Linked DNA regions of Mus musculus: region 2 is linked to region 1. Evidence: chromatin contacts called from public HiChIP or PLAC-seq data. All regions are on one chromosome and are shown on one strand. The core of a region is the stretch at or near the end of the contact, and the rest is flanking DNA. Distances in the headings are between cores, read along the strand shown. Region 1 has its middle 7.1 kb from the start of Gm4792. Region 2 holds the start of Tmcc3 (transmembrane and coiled coil domains 3).

Region 1 (7,463 bases), core at 2,389-4,888:
CACACACACACACACACACATACACACACACACACACATACACACACAATCAATCAATCAATCAATCAATCACTAAATACTTTTTTCTCACTAGAGAATTTTGGAAATGGGGTCATACAAAAAGGGAATCTAGAAGCCTTATCAAAGACCCCACTTGATCAGAAAGCATATAAATGCTGGACCACAACTCTGTGGCTTGCCTTCTGAATGACTCCAACTGTGTGGTTGGACGGACAGCCAGAAGTTGCCCTGTGTTTATTGTCTGGCTTGCTGGCATCCTCAGTCCTTTGTTCTTCGGTGTCTTCCTGCTGTTTCTTGGATTGTAGTGTTCCACATGGGCCCATATGCTGAAGGCCAGTTCCCTACCCTGTGGTGCTATTGGGAGGTGGTGGAACCTTCAGAAGGTGGAACCTAGTGGTGAAACATTGCCGGGAGTGTGCCCTGGATGGAAATATTTGTACCCTAGCCCCTTCCTGCCTGTGTTTCCCAGCAGAGATGAATGAGATGACCTGTCATTCAATTATCCATCACCACAGAGCAAGCCCAAGACAAACAACTTAAAGGGAGGAATTATTTTGTCTCAGCATCTGCCCACAGTCCTTGGTCTCATTCCTTTTAGGTAGGTTCAGAGGAAACCATCACAGTGGTGGAAGCATGTGGCAGAGGCTGCTCACCTCATGGAGACAGACAGAAGAAGAAAATGGGAGACAAGATGCATTCTTCAAAAGTATACATCCAGCTCTCTACTATCCCATGTCAGCCCCCATCTCCCAGTTTTTATATTACCTTCCAATAATGCTACCAAATTAAGAACCATCAATGGACTAATCTGTTCATGAAACCAGAGTCCTCCTGGCCAATCACAGAAGCTCATCAGCTGCCAAACAAGGCTCAAGTACATGGTTTGCAGGGCTGGGTCATAGCCGGGACACAGTAAGGCTTCCTCTACCATGTGCCCCTGCATGATGTGAAACTGTAGGTCTCAGTCTTCCTAATGCTGTGACCCTTTAATACAGTTCCTCATGTTGTGGTGACCCTCAACAATAAAATTACTTTCGTTGCTACTTTATAACCGTAGTTTTGCTACTGTGATGAATCATAATATAAACATCTGATATACAAAATATATGATATGGGACCCCAGAAGGGGTCATAACCCATGGGTTGATGTGTGGGGTTACCACAGGTTCCTAAATAATGAGGTCAAGAACTGTGGATAAAATGCTTTGCAACCATTAGCCAAAGTAAACATTATTATCTTATAAGTTGATTGTCTAAGGTATTCTGTCACAGCAACGGGGAATTATTAACTTACCTTTATGGAATCTTTTTATCTCATCACTTAATTCTCTTTGCTTGGATATTAGTTTCTAGGGAGGATGTGTTGTTTGTTGTCTACCAAGGCTTCCTCTGCCTGTGGCTGGTTGTAATAATTTTGGCTCATTCCTCCTCCCTAAGCTCTGTAGAGACTGTTGCATCATCCTCTGGCACCAGGGTTACTCGGACATATTTGTAACAAGCTTGATTTGATTCGCACCCACCCCCACCCCAAGAAGATCTGACTCCATTGCACCGATGTCAGAATAAAAATCTTCCCATCAAATCTAGCAACAAAGCCAGGCAACATCTTAATGTTCATTTGAAGTCTGTGTGATCGTTTCTCTTCATTGTAAACTGGACTGGAACTTAGAGTCACCTAGGAGACCGGGTCTGTGAGGACATTGCTAGAGACACTCAACTGGTGAGTAAAGGTTCAGATGGGATGTGGGCAGCAGTATCCTATGCGGTGGGGTCCCAGACTATTGACAGCAGAGAGCCTCACTCAAACATTCATCTCTCCCTACCTCTTGACTATGGATTCAACTTGACCAGAGGCCTCAGGCTCCTCCCACCACAGTGGGAGTGGCTCCTTTCCTAACATACCAGACCATGTATTTTTATTAAACTGTGACCCAAAATAAATGCTTCTTCCCTTCATTTGCTTCCAACAGGTATTTTGTCACAACAACAAAAGTAACTAGACAGCCTGCTTCTCTTGGTATATAGATACATCTCTGTGGGTTTAGCTCTTTCATTTTAGGAAAATGTATCATGTGCCTGAATACATATTTTATTACATTTATTGGATCCTCTACACCAATTAACTATACCAATTACCCGTGCGTTTGATTATCTCTTGCTCCTCTCTTACTACATCTTATTATCTTCTCCCTAATTGCCCGACTCCTTCTGTGCCTTCCCTTTGTACACGCCATAATTACCTCAAAGCCTTTTATCCCTGCCATTAATTCAATTCCAGTCATGTCTTTCCTGTCATTTGGCATTTTTAATTCAAGGATTAGATCTATCAGTGTTGTTTCAGCTTGCGATTCGTGTCCTCAGCTACAAATCCTCCCTTTTGCTTCCGCCATTTTACGGAGGCAGTTTTGATGTCTTTATGCTGCAGAGAGCTCTGTGAGGACTTCCTGTTTCCTAGGGTCATGCTTCGTGATAGACCAGTTTCTTCATAGCTCCTGAGCTCTCTTCCCCTCCCCCTATCCCTTTCCACCATACTGTGTTCACATGGTCACCATGTAAGTCCTTTTCAGAGATCAGCCCCAGCTGGAGGTTTTACACAGTTAGTGCTGCTTGTTGAAGTCACCACACCCTCTTCCCACCTTATTTAGAGTAAGTTTACTGTCCTTTCAGCAGTAAACTGAAAGGTTTACTATGGTTTTAGCTCGATTAATCATAGATTTGCAAAAGGAGTCTTTGTCTGCCATCTTTACCCTGAAACCTCAGGATGATTTTCTAAGATGTGCATCTTATCACACCACATTCTGCCCTTTGATGTCTTTTGAACCATCTTTAGAAAATAGGTCTAAAATTCTTTGTTTTTTCAACTCTTTCCTTACGTCCAAGATCCTTCATTGTTTGACCCACACCCTTCCTGTCTTGGGTCTCTCTTTATTCTCTACTTTATCTACTAAGCCATGACAGGAGTGTGTTGCTGAGCCTAGATCTGACCTCAGAACCCTTCCCTCCAGAGGCCTGCAGGCAGCATAGGGGCCATCGGGGCTGTAGTTAAACACACCCTTTGTTGTCTGTCTGTCTGTTTGTTTGTTTGTTTGTTTTGTGTGTGTGTGTGTAGCCCTGGCTGTCCTGGAACTCACTCTGTAGACAAGGCTGACCTTGAACTCAGAAATCCATCTGCCTCTGCCTCCCAAGTGCTGGGATTAAAGGCACCCTTTTAAACGTAATTCCAGTGTTTTCCTCTCTGGGAAGCTTAGCTAGAGTGCTCCCCATCTCTCTTCCCTCATGCACATTGGCTTTCCCTCTCTTGTGCTTTTCTGTCAAAGCATTTATCATGCTGAGCTGTAATTGGCTTTTATGGTGTCGGGTAGTGGATTTTGGAGCCAGTTTATCTAGGTTGGGAACTTATCTCCCACATTGCTGTCTGTATGACTTTGGATGGCATCATGCAAACTTTCTGTCCGCTGGTGGGAATTTACAGTTAACATATACAAAGTTCTGTTGAGCACATGCTCAGTAAAGGTTGTGTATTGTTTATTAAAGGGCATTCACTCTAAATGACTACACTAATGGCCTCATAGGACTCGTCTCTAAACACACAACCCAGGAGCTATCCATGGTGCTAAACCCTGCTTCCTACCACTGGACAGCGGTCCCACATCTGGTCACATGCTTAGTTCCACGTAGAGCAAATCCATGCTTGTAACTTTCCAGATGTGGCAAGGAACATGAAAAACTATTTCTCCCTTCCCATAGCCACCATCCTGAGTTTGTCTTGGTTACATCATGGGTGACTAAGTTTAGCCTCTTGACTTCTCTGCTGATCTCCGGATCTTTTAATAGCCTGCAATCCTAAAACTGTCCTCCAAGCCTTTATATCAGGGCATATCTCTACTTACAATTCATAAGAGGTCCTCAGAAAGGGTAGAGAGAACTTAAATGGTCTCAGGAGGGGTTGGTTAAATGGTAACTGTCACTGTGGTGTGCATAGTAAGCAGACAATAAAGGTAGCATAGAAACCCATAGGCTGAGAGAATACAGTAAGGTTTGAACATCTTTCATTCATTTATTGAACATGTATGGAGGATACACTTTTTGTAATAGTTCCCAGAGGAGCTATTATTAGTATATTAATATATAGAATTACATTAGTAAAATTCTTTCTTTAAAGAAGCTCAGAGACAGCCATTAAACAGACTGCATAAAGCATGCATTTCAAAGACTAGGATGAACTATGTATTTGATTAATTTACTGCATTAAAATACACAGGCAAAACCACTCTAAGGGAGAAAGGGTCTGTCTTGGCTCACAGCTTGAGCACACAACCTATCACGGCAGGGAAGGTGATGGCCACAGCCAGGAAGCACAGTGACAAATGTGAGGGCTCAGCTTGCTCGCTCCTCTTTATTCAACCCAGGACCTCAGACCATGGGATGGTGTCACCCACATTTAGGGTGAGGCCTTTTAGCTCAACTAACCTAATTAGGCACTCCCCCACAAGCATGGCTAGGCTTGTATCCTAGAGAAGTCTAGATCCTATGCCGTTCACAATCAATATTAGCCACCACAGAGTATGAAAATAAAGAGAGATAGCATTTTGGAGGCATATCCGTAAATTCTCTTTTAGATTACCTGCTGAGGCTGAGCATTGGCACGGAAGCTTAATGGAGAATCAAACATCTCCGATGCGTAGTCCACCAGATCAAATTCGCTACCACACCACCATTGCTTCTTCAACTCCCTCTTCCCAAAAAGGCCAGCTCTAGACTGTGCCTCAGAGAAGTTGAACAAACACTTTGAAAGGGCAAGAGGAAGAGAAAGGGCACAGCAATGGAGTAGATCTTCAACAGCAAAATACACAGCCTCGAGGATCTATAAAGCCTCAAGTGGCTGTAATGCTCTGGGGAAGAAAGCCAAGGGACCACACACTATCCCCTCCCCCACCAGTGTCTCTAGACCCCCATAGGCCAGATTCCCTCTCCTGTTATCTGTCCCAGCTTCTAAGATGTCTAGTCTCTGTGTGATGCCCCTACCCTCCCACCCTCTAGCTATTGTTCACTTTGTAGGCAGACTCTTCTTCACTCCAATTCTAAGCACATGATCTTCTCCAGTGATATACTCAGCTTTCCCAAGAAGCCTTTTATTAGATAACCTCATGCTACGTTAGTATAATTACTTGGCTGTCAGCTTTACTGGCAGAGAGACATAAGTCTGAGATACACTGATTTTCTATCTCTTATTGGTTAATCTTTGGGGCTCTGGAGTCAGATTTGATTTTAGACATGTCCAAGTTACATGTGGCTGCACGTGACTAAGAATGGCTGTGAATGTTCCCCAACAAAACTTCATAAGCTTGCCTAAAGACCAAGCTTTTTTTTTTGCAACATGCACAGTTCTTGAGTGGGAACTTCGTGGGTGACAGTGTTGCCCCACAAGGTCAACAACTTGGACACCCCTGTTAGATGTGTGTCAGTTATGAGCCATAAAAACCTGTCACTTATTAGCTATGCCATTTCTTTAAAGTTGATAAATCTTATTTGCCTAATACACCAAATGTCCTATAAGGAGATATTGCCAAGTTTTGTGTAGGGTTTAGGGACGATGACAACATAGACACAAAAACCAACTCATTAGGATCTAGTATATACAAAGAATATCTAGGATATTTTTTGTGTTAGATATTTACTGGAAAATTTTTTTTACCTATCTCAAGGAATTATGGATTGATTTACGCAATGTGTGTACTTCCTCCATAACACTAAATAGAGATCTTATGGATGATAAGGGTTGAAAAGAATTTCATGTTGTAGCTTGGGCTAGTCTGAATCTCAATCATCCTGCCCCAGGTGAGGCCTTGCTGGAGGAAGTATGCCCCTGACAGTTTAAAGACTGCAGCCACTTTCAGTTCACTCTCTCTGCTTTATGCATATGGTGTGAGATGTGAGCCCCCAGCCTCTGCTCCAGCCACCATGCCCATCTCCTGCTGCTTCAGCCCCACCATCATGGGCTCCAGCTGTGTGGAACCATTTGCCCAAATGAAGTGTTTCTCTCTAAGTTGCAGTGTCCCCGGTGCTTTATTGTAGCCGTAGAGAGGTAACAGGTAGATTTGTAAGTGAGACTTGAAACCTGCAAACTGCTGGAGGAGAATGTAAGGGAAACATTTGAAGACATGGGTATAGGACTCTAAAGAGGACTCTGATTGCTCCAGAAACCATCTCAAGAACTCACAAATAGGGACGTAGAAAACTGACAATTTTTCCGCACAACAAAGAAAGCAATCACCAAATTAAAATGACAACCAATTGAAGGCACAAGATGTCTGTGGTGGTTTGTGTCCCTGTCAGCTATGCATCAGATTAATACCTAGAGTGCATAAAGGACTTCAAAAAAAATTCAACATCAAACATCATCCAATCGATGAATAGGTCCACAAATAAACTCGGTAGACAGTTCTCTGAAGAAGAAACACAAACGTACAATATAAATTGGAGAAAAGCACTCAAGATCATTAGCTGTCAGGGAAGCGTTCATTTAAACTGCTTTGAGGTTCTGTCTTGCCCCAGTCAGAATGGTCAACATTGGCAAGTGTTGGTGAAGACACTGGGGAGAGGAACTCGTCTTCAGTGATGGCTGGAACTGAGCATGGCAGGCACCGTGGAAATCAGAGTGGAGGCACCCCCCCCCCAAATCACAGTAGGATAAAGGTATGCTCTATCTAGGCCACTCTCTGGAATACACCATAAGGGCTCCGTGTGATACTACAGGGGCACTTGAGGATTCATGTTCACCGCTGCACACTGCATAGCTCACAGTCCATAAGAAACAGAGCAAGCCTAGATGCCAAACCACACCGGGAAAGACAAAGAGAATGACGTACAGACACACCATGGGATTATACTTAGTCAGAAAGAAAAATGAACTGGACATAGTGGCACACACCTTTAATCCCAGCACTGGGAGGCAGAGGCAGGGGAATCTTTATCAGTAAGTGCCAGGCCAGCCTGGTCTATACAATGAGACCCAGGCCAGCCAGGGCTACAGTGAGAGCCTGTCTTTAAATAAAATAAAATCAGGAAAATGGATGTAGGTGGAAATCATGATGTCTGTGATGGTTTCTATATGCTCTGTCCAGGGAGTGGCACTAATAAAAGGCATGGCCCTGTTGTAGTAGGTGTGTCTCTGAGGTGTGGGCTATAAGACCCTCTTCCTAGCTGCCTGGAAGACAGTATTCTGCTAGCAGCCTTCAGATGAAGATGCAGAACTTTCAGCTCCTCCTGCACCATGCCTGCCTGGATGCTGCCATGATCCCACCTTGATGATAATGGACTGAACCTCTGACCCTGTAAGCCAGCCCCAATTAAATGTTGCTGTATAAGACTTGCATTGGTCATGGTATCTTTTGACAGCAGTAAAACCCTAAGATAATATCAGACTAAAAAAATATTTAGGA
Region 2 (7,463 bases), core at 1,685-4,184, 210 kb after region 1:
TATGCCATGGATTTCGTAAACTTCTGCCATTTTTCATAAACTTCTGTCTTCCTCTGGATGAAAGTCAAAGTTCTGAAAATGGCCTACAAGGGTCTCATCCTCTGAGACATCCCCTCCCACCTCATCCTCTATGTGCCCCCGAGGGAACATGGTCTTCCTCCTTGCTCTTCCTTGAGCTCCTCTCAGTGTGCCTGCTGCAAGTCTCTTGACATGTTCATGTGTGTGAAATTCCTAGACTCCTGCTTGTCTTGGTGAGTGTTTCATTGCTGTGAAGACACACACTGACCACAGCTTGTAAGAAGTGTAGTAAAACCAATTTACATTTAACCCCGTCTGGCTTATGAATGAAGAGACTCAGACTATGATCATTTTATTTGGCTTTGACAATTACTAGGGGGTAACACCTAATTTACTTTTTTAACTTCTGGCCTGGCTACTACCCCAGCAGTGTACCCCAAGTACTGGCTGGATCTCCTGGCCATGTGCTCATGGTCCATCTCCTCTTGGGGCAGCTTCTTCTTCTTCCTCCTCCTCCTCCTCCTCCCCTTCCTCCCCTTCCTCCTCCCCTTCCTCCCCTTCCTCCTCCTCTTCCCCTTCCTCCTCCTCTTCCCCTTCCTCCTCCTCTTCCTCCTCCTCCTCTTCTTCCTCCTCCTCCTGTCCTTCTCTCCCTCTCTACAATCTCCAACCAGGTAACTCAAAACCCACCTATCTCTAATCCTTCAAGTAATTGGTTGTAGCCATTTTTATTTAACCAATAGTTTTATATTAAGGAACAAGGTTTGCACAACAAAAACTTCAGGTACAGAATTTAGCATTACAATACATAGCAACAGACCAAACCTCAATAAGGAAGTATTTAATTGGTGCTGGTTTACAGGTTCAGAGGTTTAGTCCATTGTCGTCATGGTGGGAAGCATGGCAGCATGCAGGTAGATGTGGTGCTGAAGAAGGAGCTGAGGGTTCTACATCTGGAAGAGAGAGACACTAGATGTGGAATAGGCTTTTGAAACCTCAAATCCCACTCCCAGTGACTCACTTCCAAGGAAGACACATTCCAAAACCTTTCAAATAGTGTCACTCCCTGGTGACCAAGCCTTCAAATAGATGAATGAGCCTATGGGGCATTCTCATTCAAACCATCACATACATTACAGTCTCTCTCACTTCCTAAGTCTGCATTCCTCATACAAACATAGTCATTCCCTAAGGCTCTGCTCAAATATTGGCCTATCACAAAAGCTTCTCTGGACATCATAACTGAAATCACACACACACACACACACACACACACACACATCACAATCTATGCTTTTTGCGTGGAAGAATTTACCTGAAAATCTCTCTGAGCCTGGTGTGTGTGTGTATGCATGCGTTTTGTGTGTGTGTGTGTGTTTGTTTGTGTTTTATTTTAAAGGTTCTTTTCCCCTTTAAGTGGCTTTAAATTAGGTTTCTGATTCTTTTTAAGTTTTAATAATTTACTCTACTTTTGTGGCCACATTTAAGATGTATACTCAGTGAAAAAACGATCAATAAACAAACAATCCTCCCATCTGCCCTGTAGCTGCTCAGTTCTCCTTTCCCAACTTAAGCTGCTTGTTCACTTATTCCTGTAGCTTTTTTTTTATCTTGTCAGAAATGTGCCCTGTGTATATATAAGCACAGGCATATATCTATATTTATGTATATGTATGTATGTATATGTATCTATATTTCTCTATATAGATATGATACACATTGCACTTTCAATAAATGGTAGAACACTATATTCTCCAGCACCTTGCTTTTCTTCACTTAACTATACATGCTAGAAATGACTCCACAGAGGGCCATCGCAACTGCTACACTTGTCTAATACTCCACTAAGTCGACATGCTTGGTTCCCTGGTCTCCTTGTGAGTGAATGACACATAGGTCAGGTTGTCCTCAGTCTTTGAAAAGGCCTCCTATCGAGAGTTCTTTATCTTTCATCAATGCCTCTCACAGGACTATCAGATAGATGTCTTAGACTTCCATCCTGATCTTGTCAACTTCTGGTTCAGGGAGCCCAGCAGCTTGCCAAACACCCACAGAACAAAGCTGAACTTAATGTTGAAAGTACATTCCCCCCACCCCCTACCCCCGACTCTCCGTTCTTCTACCTGATCCCTTTTTGCCTGAAGACACCCACTAAACCGACACCTTGAGGGTCCCCTCCCCCACCCCCACCCAACGCACAGACCTGTTTTCTCTCAGCCAGCTAGGGGGATAAACACCTCCTCCCCTCCCTGTAGGCAGATCACACTGCACTCTGAGCCTGTTAGGATCAGTGATTTAAAACCTGCCAATCCGGTCTCAGGGGCACGTCTCACGAAACCACTGGACCTTGTGTAGTTAATTTGGGGGTTAGGCAACCGATACCGCATTGATTACCAATCAGTACTTTTTCTCTTCAGATTCCAAATTCCTTGTGGGCAGGGAGCACTCGCTGGGACTAGAGAACGCTCAAGTGGAAAGATGTCCCGGTTTCAAAGTAGCTTACAACACAGTGAGTCACACAAGCACAATTAAGATACACAACACAGTGGGAGTGCCGCTCCGTGGAATACTAGATGGGAAAATGCCCCTCCGTCCTGGAATCCTTAGCCCACTGTCCAGGTCCAGGAAAGCTGTCCAGCAAGTAAGTGTGCCTGTTGAGTGAAATATGTATATATATTTCATTAAGGCATCCGGCAACCTCCTGTGTGCTCAAACCCGTCTTTTTTATCACACTCAAGTGGGTCCATAACCTGTGCCAGCGTCGCTCATCTGAGCCGGGAGAGGCGTGGGAGCGCGTGGGCCCCGTTCGCAGGCAGGGAGGGCAGCTGAGCCCGGCACCTGGAGCGGGTCTAGGCGCCGCGCGGGCGCAGGGGCGGGGAGCGGGGAAAGGGGCGGAGACTGTCGCCCGCCTCCCCACCCGGGCGGCGGCGCAGGGCCGCGGGGTGTCGGCAGCAGCTGCAGCGGCCCGCGCCACCCCCTCGGCCGCGGCTCCGGGGCGAGGGTGAGCGGAGCACGGCGAGCAGCTGCCACCCGGCGCCGAGTGGAGCGGCAGCCCCGGAGGACGCAAAGTTGTCAGTCTAAGCGCAGACATGCCGGGCAGCGACACGGCGCTCACCGTGGACCGGACCTACTCAGACCCCGGCCGGCACCACCGCTGCAAGAGCCGGGTGAGGGCGCGCGCAGGGCGGCGCGGGGGTGCGAGTCTGCGTGGGGAGGGCGCGGGCCGGGTCGGCTCGGAGGCTCAGCACCGTAGAACCCAACGCCGGCCTCTCCCGGCCGGGAAGGTCCGGGGAAAACCTGCGGCCCGGGGACGCTGGGCCACCGCTGGAATCGGAGGCTAGCCAGTCCTATTCCACGACGGTGTCGCCGGGCTCTCCTCCCCGCCAGAGAGCGCACGCTGCCTGCCGGGTCCCCGGGACTCCCAGGGTCTGGCTCCCTCCCGGCACAGCCACCTGCAGGGCTCTGCATTGCTGCTGCGTCCCCTGCCTGGCAGCTGAGTCCCCTGCACTGTACGCCCGGGACGCGCTGCCCAGGTCAAAAGTCGATCTCGGCATGGACGCTCCGGAGTTGGGAGCCGTGCAGAGCGGGTGCCTTCGCCACGGTTTGCAGCCTAATTTGCTGTTGCTGATTTTGGCTGTGAGCGAAAATAGCTCTTCTGAGCAAGCTGTGGAGACCGGCCATGGAGGGCTTCACTATAAAGACGGAGGCCACAGCCCCAGCTCTGGGCCCCTCCTGAGGAACACTTTCCCTTTTGGGAAGCTCAAGTGTCCAGCAAGGATGTGACACCCCCCCCCCCATCCCTTCTTTTGACGGACTAAAGTGCCATTTGAAACAGCACCTCCTCCACTCTGGCAGGCGGCACCTGGAGTTGTTCTCTGAGCCTCCCAACTTCTGGCTTGTCCGAGGAACTGGGGATTCGATGTCGGCTTTCTTGTATAAAGTTCGTAGAGATAGACCGGGCAGAGTTTCTACCCTTCCACCTCTAAGATCAAGTTGCGGCCATAAGTGATAGGCATATGCAGGGGTCCCTTATATATAATGTGGGTATGCAGTCACAATTTGAAACAGTAGTCGATTCTCCCAGAAGTGGCATGTTTACCTCATTTCTCTTTTCACTTTAGCGCCTCTTAATCAATTTAGGAAAAATGATTAAAAAAAAAAAACCCACAAATTTAATGAGTTTGGTGGAATCGCTCCTGCATCGACCGACTCTTTCTCGGTTTCATTAGAAGTTTCATAACAGTGCACCAGGAAAGTATTCCCAAACTCCCTAAGAAAAACATTTAGAGTTTTGGTTACCTGCAGTCAGAAGTTTGCTTGGGAGGGCAACTACTCGCGAACCCAGCTGACTGAAGGAAAGGTCTTTTTTCATAAAACATTTGTAACCCGGTGGGGGTGGGGGACAAACGTAATAGAGCAGTCACAGGTGAGACGGTAATGCTAAGATAATTTGAGAGCCTGGGTTGTCATAACTTAATGGTCTCTGTAAGCAAGCAGGGTTGGTAACTCCTGGGGGCTGGTGAGCTTGTTGACAAACTTGGAATGAGCTTGAATGAGTTGTTGCGGGTCAGGTAGAGGTGGGAACTGGTGCTCACACACTCAGTTGGGGAATGGAAGGACTAGCTGAACTGCAGCGTCTTCCCCACACCTGTCTCTCCTTAAAGTGACCAAGACATCATGTCAAGGGGATTTTTTTTTTCCTTAAAAATCCTGCTTATCACGTTTTACTTGTTACATTATCAGTAGGGAGATACTGGATTTGCAAGTAAACTGTGCAGTACAACTGAGTTAGGTGCTGGATGGACTGACTAGTCTCTGTAATTAGTCCACTGGGCAGATGAAACCTAGTGAAGGCAGAAGACATGGGGGGGGGGTAGGGGGGCGGGGCAGGAGTTGAGTGGCCCAGATCACACAGTTCAAGGCCCTCCTAGTGATCCCGATTTAGCCTTCTGGACTGTCTGCTTTTAGTTGTTTTTTGTTGCTATTGTTTTGGGGTTGTTTTTGAAACAAGGTCTCCTTGTGTAGCCCAAGCTGGCTAGCAACCCACGATCCTCTTGTCTTAGCCTTCTGAATGCTGGGGTTAGAGGCATGCACTGCCACAACTGGCATTGCTTTTAGGTTTGTTTTGTTTTGTTTTGTTTTTGGTCTGCTTTCCTGTGGAGACATCGAGGCACCAGGAGAGCTACCATAAGAACTTTTCTCTAGTGGGGCTGGTGTAATTTTGCATCCCTCCTCAAGGCTGCAATAAGTCTGCTGGAATGAAGGCACAGCAAAAGCAATTTTGCTGTGGCAGAAGGCAGCACCCCATTAGGTGATCTGGCTGCTCCTCTGTGGAACTCAGTTTGATATAGCTATAAAAAAGCATCCTCTTATTACACCCAGAAAAGCACGCTGTGCAAGAGGAAAGCACCAAACCTCGGAAGGGCTTAAAGTTCTTCCTGTTACTCTCTCATTGGAAACAAACTAGGATTTAAAAAAGAATCCCTGCCTCTGGCAAACTAGCTTTTTTTTTAAAAAAAAAATGCAGATAATTACTGGGGTGGATGCAGAGGTGACTAACCTTTCAAGAATGGGTAGTTTCCTCCCCCCAAACACCTTGTTGATTAACAACCGTCATTTAAAAGATTCCCCTTGAGGTAACTGGGAAAACACGCATCACTTTTGCTGGGCGTATTTAAGCCTTTGAGACTAGATGGTAATGAGACAGGGGACCACTTTAATATTGCAGAGATCTATTTTTACAGCCAGGTAGACTAACCTACATTCTCCTCCCCTCCCTCCCCCTTAGCAAAAACTGTAATGTAACAAATGGCATTTTTTTTTTGACTGTAGCAAAGCTGAAATGCCAGACTCATTCACAGTTTTAAACTTCATCTTTGTAAAACTAAAGAATGATGCTTGTTAACTTGACACACATAACATCTTTCTTCTTTAAAAGAAAGAGCATACATAATTAGAGCCTGTGTTGTTTTATTTTTCCTTTATGCCCTAGATAGTCAGAGCCTGTCACCAAAACCTATATTAAGAATATAGGCAGTCTGTCTTTCACATTTTAGCTAGATTTTGTTAATTATGTGAGTCCAGTTTTTTTTTTTTTTCCTTTTGCTAGTTGGTTGTCACTTTAAATGTTTCCTAATGCCACTTAGCATTCCCTTTAGCCGCTTGGGTGCAGCTATGAACTGTTGTTGAATATTATTGAATATGTAAATATTATTTGGGGGTTTCTACCCCACCTTAGATTATTTAGTTCCCAAATAAAAGACACAAACACCTTTATATTTATAATTAGCCTTAAAGCACTAGAGCTGGGCAGATATCAACTCTCTGTGCTATTTTGTTACTTCCTTGTCAGTAACCTCCAGATATCCACCCTGAGATGTCACTTTTCATGTTCCACTGGGGCCACTCCTACTCTAACAGCCTGGTCCTCATGGTCATGAGCTCATGATTCACCTACCCTGGGGTGGCTTCTTCCCACCCCCACCCCAGTATCCTTTCTTCTCTTGGTCCCTGCTTGAGACCTCAAGTCCAGAACCCTCACTCTGCCCATTCTACTGCCCAGCCCAGGCTGTAGACATCTTTATTAACCAATCATGGATAACTTGGGGGAGGGGCAAGGTTCACATAACAGATGTGTGTGGATCTGCTTGCCTTGGGGTACAGAATTCAGCATTTGAATACAAGCTGAATTAGACCAACCTTCTACAAACTATTGGAGCTCTAAGGATAGAAACATGGCTCTCAACTGGTTGATCACCAGGACAAGGCCCCAAATAACTTTTCTGAGACTCTAGTCCCTACTGGAGATGATAGGTGTCTTAGCTAGGGTTTTACTGCTGTCAACAGACACCATGACCAATGCAAGTCTTATAAAGGACAACATTTAATTGGGGCTAGCTTACATGTTCAGAGGTTCAGTCCAATACTTAAAATTCCACCCACCCTGTACAGAGCACTGCAATGTGAAAGGTCTCTAAGTATAGTTGGTACCCAGAGAGGACAAATCCTAATAGATAATAATGCTTTTAGCTGTTAACATCAAGGCAAAAGCATGGCAAACAGACATGGCTCAGGAGAAGCTGAGAGTTCTACATCTTCATCTGAAGGCTGCTAGCAGAATATTGGCTTCCAGGAAGCTAGGATGAGGGTCTTAAAGCCCACACTCACAGCAACACACCTACTCCAACAAGGCCATGCCCACTCCAATAGTGCCACACCTTCTAGTAGTGCCACTCCCTGGGCTGAGCATATACAAACCATCACAGTAGGGGGACACCAATAGAACCTGGGGCATCAGCCCATTCCTTACATTGTGAATTTGAATCTTAAATAAGAGGTTGTTTGTTCTTTTAGTTGACAGTTGTGTGATTGCTACTGCTTTCTTCTGTATGTGAAGGGGATTTTTTTTTTCTTGCTGTTAGAATGCTAGGACCCTAATGCTGTTAGAA

What was found. HiChIP or PLAC-seq counts read pairs in DNA pulled down with a chosen protein or histone mark.
Region 2: an H3K4me3 HiChIP or PLAC-seq map of craniofacial prominence shows a contact between it and region 1, with 4 times the contacts expected there. The contact joins the promoter of Tmcc3 here to the enhancer-like site in region 1. A contact is called at or near these places in 2 of 39 promoter capture datasets (embryonic stem cells and hippocampal neurons), 2 of 484 Hi-C or Micro-C datasets (the N1E-115 cell line and nephron progenitors), 1 of 115 datasets of contacts at active chromatin or transcription factors (craniofacial prominence) and 1 of 9 other capture datasets (pancreatic islet).

Annotation. Positions count from the first base shown.
Region 1 is chr10:94,302,078-94,309,540 of GRCm38.p6, forward strand. No RefSeq gene overlaps it. Among named protein-coding and RNA genes, the nearest start is that of Gm4792, 7.1 kb to the left of the region's middle. Within about 2 kb of position 3,639, at least 10 of the 459 cell types and tissues checked have an H3K27ac peak or open chromatin away from gene starts, as enhancers often do. A contact at or near this core is called in the N1E-115 cell line and craniofacial prominence, where this site is marked.
Region 2 is chr10:94,511,923-94,519,385 of GRCm38.p6, forward strand. It overlaps Tmcc3 (transmembrane and coiled coil domains 3), which reads left to right and starts at 2,935. Exons shown (of 4, transcript NM_172051.3): 1 at 2,935-3,182. The coding sequence starts at 3,105. Gm40743 (a long non-coding RNA gene) reads right to left here and starts at 2,957. Exons shown (of 3, transcript XR_871960.2): 1 at 2,766-2,957; 2 at 2,410-2,666; 3 at 355-968.